Linked DNA regions of Mus musculus: region 1 is linked to region 2. Evidence: chromatin contacts called from public promoter capture Hi-C data. All regions are on one chromosome and are shown on one strand. Each heading gives the region's core, a stretch centred on a gene start, on an enhancer-like site or on the middle of the called end of the contact. The rest is flanking DNA. Distances are from core to core; before and after follow the strand shown. Region 1 holds the start of Abracl (ABRA C-terminal like). Region 2 holds the start of 1700016L04Rik (RIKEN cDNA 1700016L04 gene).

Evidence for each region. Promoter capture Hi-C pulls out the DNA fragments that hold promoters and counts their contacts.
Region 1: a promoter capture Hi-C map of pre-B cells shows a contact between it and region 2. The contact joins the promoter of Abracl here to the promoter of 1700016L04Rik in region 2. A contact is called at or near these places in 2 of 39 promoter capture datasets (cranial neural crest and pre-B cells).

The regions. Positions count from the first base shown.
Region 1 is chr10:18,021,665-18,026,259 of GRCm38.p6, forward strand. It overlaps Abracl (ABRA C-terminal like), which reads right to left and starts at 1,588. Exons shown (of 3, transcript NM_028440.1): 1 at 1,403-1,588.
Region 2 is chr10:14,704,112-14,708,517 of GRCm38.p6, forward strand. 1700016L04Rik (RIKEN cDNA 1700016L04 gene) reads left to right here and starts at 1,498. Exons shown (of 6, transcript NR_045824.1): 1 at 1,498-1,562. It overlaps Vta1 (vesicle (multivesicular body) trafficking 1), which reads right to left and starts at 1,378. Exons shown (of 8, transcript NM_025418.3): 1 at 1,239-1,378. The coding sequence starts at 1,350.

The DNA of each region.
Region 1 (4,595 bases), core at 338-2,837, 3.3 Mb after region 2:
CTACGAAGTACTTATTTCATTGCGAATGAAACAAGCTCACAACAGTTAATGCCACATAAGCCGTGTTCCCAGCACACCATCTTGCCAGGTCTTCCCGTTCTTTTACTGTTACACAAACGAATCTAATGCAATAGTGTATCCTTATGTGATATCATATACTGAGTGCTTACTAAGGCAGATCATTTACAAAGCAAGAACAGCCTCGCAGTCTGGACCCTTATGAATAGGAAAATAATAGGTTTGCTACTGCAAACCCAACTCAATAGGTTTTAGTCACTTAATATGGGAGGGGAAAAGAGAAGAAAATATTCACATTATACAATAGACCCAGGGCAGTCTAAAAGCCGGAGAGAAACCTCTCTTCGTTGAGAGATCAAGAACAATGAGAGGTCATAGCAAAGCAAACCTAAGAAAATGAGCCTGTCTGCGAGAGGCTGGGCCAGAAGACGGGCAGCGGCAGATGTCAGCCGGGCCTGTCTAACTGTCTCAGATTCTAATTAGGCTGTCTGAGTGGGTCTCACAAGGAGAGGGGCTTGGCACATGCTAGAAAGCTTCATCGATACACATTTGGAAAGGAATGTCAGGAGCCTTCTCTAGTTATGTTTTAAAACTCTAGAGGCAATAGGCCAAGGAAATAAAGCCTTCTAGAGTCGCCTGCTCGGGAACCGACAGCCAACTTTACACGCGAGCTAGGCGGTCTTCCAGCCTCCCTTCTATCACTAACAGCTGGCGCGGGTCAAAGGCTCACCTTCGTCCCTATTCGCTGGTTCCAGCTGACTCCATATTTGGTCATTCCTCCTACAAGTTTGAGGTCTTGCCAAATATGGATCCCCAAATCCTGAGGTCTGTGTGTACCACTCCCTCACTCCTGAACTGCATAGGGCTGCAGAGCCCGGGACCACAAGCGCTTCGTCCCTTTGTCTTCGCAACTCACCCTCCCTCGGTCCCCCACCGTCAGCGCACCCGAAGGCACAGCCCGGGAGCCCCACGAGTCCTACTTTCCCTTCCTCACCTGCCCTCCGCAGTGCAGAGAGCAATGTCATGACACCACTTCATTGCCCCGGGATCCCCCCCCCCAGTCTTTCCGCACCCCGTAACCTCACCCCCAGCCCCCCACCCAACCAAGCTGACGCCAAATGCAAAACCCACACGTTGCACCGCTGCAAACATCGATTGGGGCTGCCCCTCTCCTGGTCCGCCCCCGGCCGGCAAAACGTCACGTGAGCCCAGTGCGGAAGTGTGCTGGCCGAGTGGGGTTCCCGCCAGTGGGGTACAAAGGGCGCGTGTCCAAGGCCCCTCTAGCTGTACCGCGGCACCCCGAGGTCCTTACCCTCCACCCGGGGCTCAGACTTCCCAGACGTCGGGTCCAGCTTTCCCCCAGCGCCTTCCAGGACTAGCTCACCTCTCCGATTGCTTCCTTCTTCACGGAAGAGCTGCTGCTGCGTGGGTCTGAACCCTGTACTCGGCTTCCGCGCCCTGGGGAGGAACAGGCAGAAGAAGGAAGTGGCCCGGGCTAAGAGAAAGGCTGCAGTGGAGGAGGGAGGGGACAAGGAGAGGCGTAGGGGGCAAGTAAGACTAAGTGCTGTCTGGAAAGGGGCCGCCCATTCTCCCGGGACACGCCTAGGAGGAGGAAACCCGCGCCAACGCCAAAGCTGGAGGCAGGTTTCTAGGAATGCACACACAAAGTACCATCACCTCTCTCGTCCTACTCGTCAGGACCCACAGCCTAATGCATCTTCATTTCCTGACAGAGTATCTTACCCAACAAGAGAAAAAGCTCCCCCAGCGTGCTAAATTCTGAGATCTCCTAGGAAAACAGAGCCTCACGTGGGTTCTGTATGCAGAGCATTAGGCTCAAGACAAATAATAATAATAATAAAGTAAAAAAGACTCAATTTGCAAACACCTTCATTCTTCAAGGCCAGGTCTACCGATTTTGATTCTAGATCTTGAGACGGAATACATTTGTTTCGCTTCATTGTTTCCTACATTTCATTGACCATTCAAATCATTCAAATTCTTTTTATTTCCATCGTATGTACTTGCCCTACCCAGAGTTTTGAAAAAGAAACTCAACTTAAATTATTGTATAGGAATTGTAAATGTAATCATGAGGGAAATTTCTCTTCCCACCCCCAATTAATTACGAGTGTCCAAGTGTCCAAGTCATTGGTGACGTCCTCCGTGGAGGCAGGAAGATCTCTGTGAACTCCGGGTCAACCTAGTGAGTTTCAGCCCCCCCACCCCCCGCAGCCCCCACACACACTCACAAATGTGGCCTAGTCTTTGTCAACCTCATCAAACAGCAGCCACTCCACAACAATGGTGAAACTGATCATTTGGACCAATCAAATCTCCCTTGGAAATTGAAGGTGGTACAGGTAGAGAATGAGCCATCTGGGTGAGGCTGGAAAAGGCCAGGTCAGACAGAGGCCCAAAATGGACTTTCATTGAGCAAGAAAGTTGACTTTGTGCAGAAACCAGGAAGGGGGGGGGGGGTAGAGAATGGAGAGAGGTGGAGCGGGGGAGGGGCTAAGGAGGGAGAGGGGCAGGGTGGGAGAAGGGGAGGGGAGGGGGCAGAAGAGGGAGAAGGGAGAGAGAGAGAGAGAGAGAGAGAGAGAGAGAGGAGAGAAGAGAGAGGAGAGATTGGGAAGGTGGGTGGAGACTGGTGGAGGCCTTGGGGAAGTCCAAGGACAATCTGTGAGAAGCTAAAAATGTAATAGTCAGAAAGACCTGTTTTCAGGGGATGTGAGAGTAGCCAGGTCCCCTAAGCTGTGCAGGGTCCATGCTCTCCCCAAGCAGTGGCCTAGTTGCCCTACAGGATCAAGGTTTGCCATGTGAATGTGAACCTGAGTGGTTAGCTGTCCTGTAACTGTTGTCAAACTTACAAAATCTTCTAAGTAAGGACTGTAAGATCCTTCAAGGCCTCTTTTTTTCCTCTCAGAAGGGAGCTGAAAATTTATAGTTTATGTCTTTTAAAATGTGTTGGGAGCCGCGCCCACATTCGCCGTTACAAGATGGCGCTGACAGCTGTGTTCTAAGTGGTAAACAAATAATCTGCGCATGTGCCGAGGGTGGTTCTTCACTCCATGTGCTCTGCCTTCCCCGTGACGTCAACTCGGCCGATGGGCTGCAGCCAATCAGGGAGTGACACGTCCTAGGCGAAGGAGAATTCTCCTTAATAGGGACGGGGTTTCGTTTTCTCTCTCTCTTGCTTCTTGCACTCTGGCTCCTGAAGATGTAAGCAATAAAGCTTTGCCGCAGAAGATTCTGGTCTGTTGCGTCTTTCCTGGCCGGTCGTGAGAACGCGTCTAATAACAAAAATGTACATAATACAAAATTGTAGTGTTAAAACAAATACCATACTTAACAATTTCCCCAAGCAAGGTCTCACTGCAAGGCCACCCACACTCCAGTAGAGTCACTTCAGTTATAATGAGGCAATTTCCCCGGACTCTGTGAGCAAGGAAAAAATAAAATAGATGACTTGAACTTAGTAAGTAAAAATTGTTACACTGAAACCTATTACTCTCTGCTGGGCCATAGCCATCCGACCGTACATGTAAGCCCAGCGCTAAGTGGGTGGAAACAGGGGGATTAGAAAGCCAAGGACGGAGCATCTGCGGGAGACATCTTGGATCCCGGACTCCACCGAGACTACTCTGCACAGGTGAGAGTGTGGACTATAGAAGCTAACAGCTTCTGGGACAAGTGGGAACCACAGAGCTTCTGAGGCAGCCCCCTTTTCGGGCTCCAGACATCCGGGCACCTTCCCTGCCAGAGGATAGGTGTCCGCCCAGCCCGGGAGGGCTTTGCCTGAGCAACTTCAGGAGACATCTTGGATCCTGGACTCCTCCGAGACTACTCTGCACAGGTGAGAGTATGGACTACAGAAGCTAACAGCTTCTGGGACAGGTCTTGTTTCGGGCCTTCATCTTCTGCCAGGAGGCAAGTCTGAATGCCAGATATTTGTGCACCTTCCCTGAAAGAGGAGAGCCTGCCTGCAGAGAGTGTTCTGACCACTGAAACTCAGGAAAGAGCTAGTCTCCCTGGTCTGCTGGTAGAGAATAACAGAATCATGAGAGGAACAAGCTCTAACCAGAGACAACTATAACAACTGACTCCAGAGTTTACCAGATGGCGAAAGGCAGATATAAGAATCTTACTAATAAAAACCAAGACCACTCACCATCATCAGAACCCAGTACTCCCACCTCAGCCAGTCCAGGGCACCCCAACACACCCGAAAACCTAGACCTGGATTTAAAGGCATATCTCATGATGATGGTAGAAGACATCAAGAAGGTATTTAATAACTCACTTAAAGAAATACAGGAGACCACTGCTAAAGAGTTGCAAGTCCTTAAAGAAAAACAGGAAAACACATCCAATCAGATGATGGAAATGAACAAAACCATACTAGACCTAAAAAGGGAAGTAGACACAATAAAGAAAACCCAAAGTGAGGCAACACTGGAGATAGAAACCCTAGGAAAGAAATCTGGAACCATAGATGCGAGCATCAGCAACAAAATACAAGAGATGGAAGAGAGAATCTCAGGTGCAGAAGATCCCATAGAGAACATCGGCACAAC
Region 2 (4,406 bases), core at 248-2,747:
ACTCTCCAAATCCTCACTCCTCCTCTTTTAAACTTCTCTGTGGACCTTCAGACTTTTGTTCCTTTTAAAGGTATATTCTTCAGCAATTGTGCACAAAGGTCTGGCTTCCATTGTCAACTGAGCAATGTGTTTCTGAACACAGGAAAATGAGGTCCCCTCTACAGTACTGTGGCACTTCTATGCCCGTTCCTGAAATTATAAAATGCGTACTGTTCAAACGCCCCTCCTCTCAGTAGTCCTAGGACCACAGGAGCTGGGTTTTAGTTTTTTTTTCCCAGTACTTAGGAATGCTCGTCAATAGGTAAAAAGGCTCAATAATTAGGATATGTTTGAAGATCATCAAAAGAACAAGAATGGTGGGAACAATACTGGTATGATTTTTATAAAAATGAAGTATAGCCACCGAGTGGCTTGCAGAAGAGGTGGGAATTCAGATCATAAATCAAGTGGAGAATGGCAATTATTGGTGGTGGTAGGGGGACATCCATGCACATTTGAGAAATGAGGTACATACATGTCCACAAGGGAAGGCTTGACTTGGTCCAGATTTTTGCTAACAATGTCCACAACAGAGGACACATCATTTCTGTATTCTGAAAGTTCTTTAGAAACTCAGAGTACAGTCATTTCTTGCAACAAAGATAGGAGTATAATATTCAAATCATAGTTTACATAAAACTACTAGTCCTATCCACTTCACCAACTCTGCATGTCTGAACGGAGTTCAAACTGTGTCCTCTTCAGTAGTATATACATCTCAAACTAGGAATATTGGCATTAAACTTCTTAACTTTCAGGATAGCTAAAGGATGACTCCAAATTCTTACTGGTGGTAATGAGGAGTACGGAAAACAAGTCAAGAACAGTCAAATTCAAATTTTCAGTAGTAGCCACTGTCCACTGAACCGTCTGAGTTTCGGAAGGGACCTGAAAGCTCTCGTGATTAATGCACAGCTTTCGTTATGTTTTCTGTTAGTCTCCCTTCCCACCCATCTCTGGGAAACCTATGACTATCGAGGTTCTCATTCCCAGAAGAAAGAACAGCCGGGAGGCGTGTCCGAGGCTCTAAGCTGGAGAGACGGGGGTCCGGGTGTGGAGGGAGTCTAGTACTTGGGGTCCTCCTGGCCGAGCCAGAGGTCAAGGCTCAGGTCTGAAGCCAGGGGGCGGGGCGGGCCTCAAGAGCGGAGGGAGGCGCGGGGCGCAACCGGGCGGGAGAACGGGGACTCGGAGGGACTCACAGTAGTAGGCCACCACGGGGTCCCGCTTGTCATGCTCCTGCGCCGTTCTCAAATGGTGCTGTATGCTCTTAAACTGCGCGGGCAGCGGCGGCAGAGGGGCCAGCGCGGCCATCTCCACTCCCGGAAGCGCTACTTCCTACTCGCCGGTCACAGATACTTCCGCTTCCGCCTCCGAGCGGGCAATTCTCACCCACGCATCCGTTGCTGAGACGCTTGTCCGCGACGGGTGCCCGAAGGAGACAAACTTACTGCCTGGTTTAAGGCAGTTATTATTTGGAGAATGAGAGTCTCCTGTGTCGCACACGGCTCCAGCGCTCTCTGCTGGTAAGCGGAGATAGAGGTTTTAAATTTAACTTTTGTTTTTGTTTGTTTGTTTGCATGGAATGAATGAAAGAGAAGAAAGGGGAAAATAACGTAAAGGACTTTAACTGCGAGAAAGGAAAACTTCCCCTCCCCTCTCTTTATCTCATGCGTGTGTGTTTTGTTGGGAATATTCTGGCAAGCGTATATACTACTAAGCTACCTTCTCAGCTTTCAAATTTTCCTTCCCTTCCCTCCCTCCCTCCCTCCCTCCCTCCCTCCCTCCCTCCCTCCCTCCCTCCCTCCCTCCCTCCCTCACTCTCTCCCTTGTCTTTATTTTTATGAGACTGGGTCTCACTAAATTGCCAAACTAAGCTTTGGACTTGAAATCCTTTACCCAGGGCTTCCCAGTTAGTAGAGATTACAGACATATGCATATAGATGGGCCACAGTGGGTTTTTTTTTTTTTTTGGTGGGGGGGGGGGAGGGTGGGGTGGAGTGGGGGGTGGAGGTGTCATTAGTTTTAACAGAGAAAATGATCACAAAATAAAAATTTATACATTCACACACACAGAAGTACACGTTATAGCCTTTCTAGAAACTGTAAAGAGATACTGAAAACATGTACTTAAAGGAGATTGGAACTGGAAACAACCATTGCTTTTAGTTTAGAAGTTTTAAATTCTTATATGAGAAACACTATGTTTAAATACTAGATTAAAATTTGCATGTCCAAATACTGGACTGAATAGACAGTCCTTTTCAAACTTGAAAGGTAAACACATGCGAACTAATAAGAATTGAATACTTTCTCTGATATGGCTAGTGCTTGTTTTAGTGAACTATGCGAGTTGATTAGTGGAGGAAGATGATGAACATTAGGAAAGTATTAGTCTGTCTTACTACTTGACAAGATAGAGTCCAGGAGAGTCTGCACTTCTGACTTTATAGCACACCCCACCTTTTCTTTATAGCAGTGATATTTATTTATTTATTTATTTATTTATTTATCTATTGCCACCTCTCCATTGCATAGTATCATCCTTAAGGACTTACATTTCATTTGAACTTTCCTGTATTTTTTTTCTTTTTGTTTGGGTTTTATTTGTTTGTTTGTTTTTTGTTTTGTTTTTTTGAGATAGGGTTTCTCTGTATAGCCCTGGCTGTTTTGGAACTCACTTTGTAGACCAGGCTGGCCTCAAACTCAGAAATCTACCTGCCTCTGCCTCTCAAGTGCTGGGATTAAAGGCGTGCCCCACCACCGCCCGGCTGAACTTTCCTGTTTTTTCAACGCCAATATTGGTATATAGTGTTTGCCTTATGTGGTTTACCACCAGAGTAACACTAGTATCACTGAATGAAAATGGTAGTGTTGCTTCCCTTTTTATACATGGAATGGCTTGAGACGTATTGCTATAGGTTCTTCCATAAAGATTCACTAAAATTCAATAGTGTCAGGCATGGTGGTGCATACCTTTAATCCCAGCATTCTGAAGGCAGAGGTAGGTGAATCTCTGGGGTCTAGGAAAATATAGTCTTCAGAGGGAATTCCAGGACAGCCAGGAACTTGTCTTGGGGGAGTGGAGGGACATCTAGTAGTAAACATTACTAGCTTATTCATTCATTCATTCATTCATTCATTCATTCTTGCTTTGTGGACAAACTTTTGAAAAAATATTGCTTCATTTTAATTTCTGGTTGCGAAATTTTTAAGTTGTCTAATTTTTTTTGCCTTTATTCATTCATTTATTTTAAACTCAGCAAGGGCTCATTTTGATTAGAAGAAATCTATCATTGCTATATCCTGTTACAGTAATTAAAATCTGATTCATATTCATACATATTCAAGTTGCATCCTTTTTTCTTTTTTATTAAACTAATAAAATTTATTTTAAAATATACAACTCAATATTGATATTTTTAAGTCATCAAAATAATTTATAATAGTTAAATGCCTCTTAAGTATACATAATGTCTTCTGAAGCTAAAAGTAATATGCACTAAACCACATTTAAAAAAATCTATTTGTAACATTAAATATGATAGAAGTAGAAGAAATTCTTTATGAAGTCCTCTATGAAAGGAAATTGTGAAAAGTTCCTGCTTAGATAGAAACCATTTCATTTCCAAGGGAAAATAAGCAGTGTAACTATGACTTCATAGAATGAATTGGGTAGTGTTCCTTCTGTTTCTATTTTGTGGAATAGTTTGAAGAGTATTGGTATTAGATCTTTTTTGAAGGTCTGAAAGAATTCTGCACTAAACCCATCTAGTCCTGGACTTTTTTGTTTGGGAGACTGTTAATGACTGCTTAAAATTTTCATTGTTGGGCTGGGGTGGTGCACACCTTTAATCCAAGCATCCAGGCAACAAAAGCAGGCAGATCTCTGTGAATTTAAGGCCAGCCTGCTCCACAGACTAAGTTTCAGGACAGCCAGGGCTACACAGAGAAACACTGTCTCAAAAAACCAAAAGTATGGGCTGGAGAGATGGCTCAGTGGGTAAGATCATTGACTGTTCTTCCAAAGGTCCTGAGTTCAAATCCCAGCAACCACATGGTGGCTCACAACCATCCATAAGGAGATCTGACTCCGTCTTCTGGAGAGTGTCAAGTTGCATCATTTAGTCAAATGATTAGAGTAATATATTGTGTAATGTCTGTCGAACATGAGGTGAACTCTGAGTTCAGGTAGTAAAGTGCTATGCATTGCTCACGAAGCCAGCAGATTGATTTCTTTTCTGTTCTTGTAATAAAGGTAAGGGTATTTTTCTTTTCCAATACTTGGAAGCTTATTCCCCAAACAATTTGATCTTCTCAAGTAATAAAATAACCTTACAAATATTAAGTTTTCTAATTTATGTCTAATT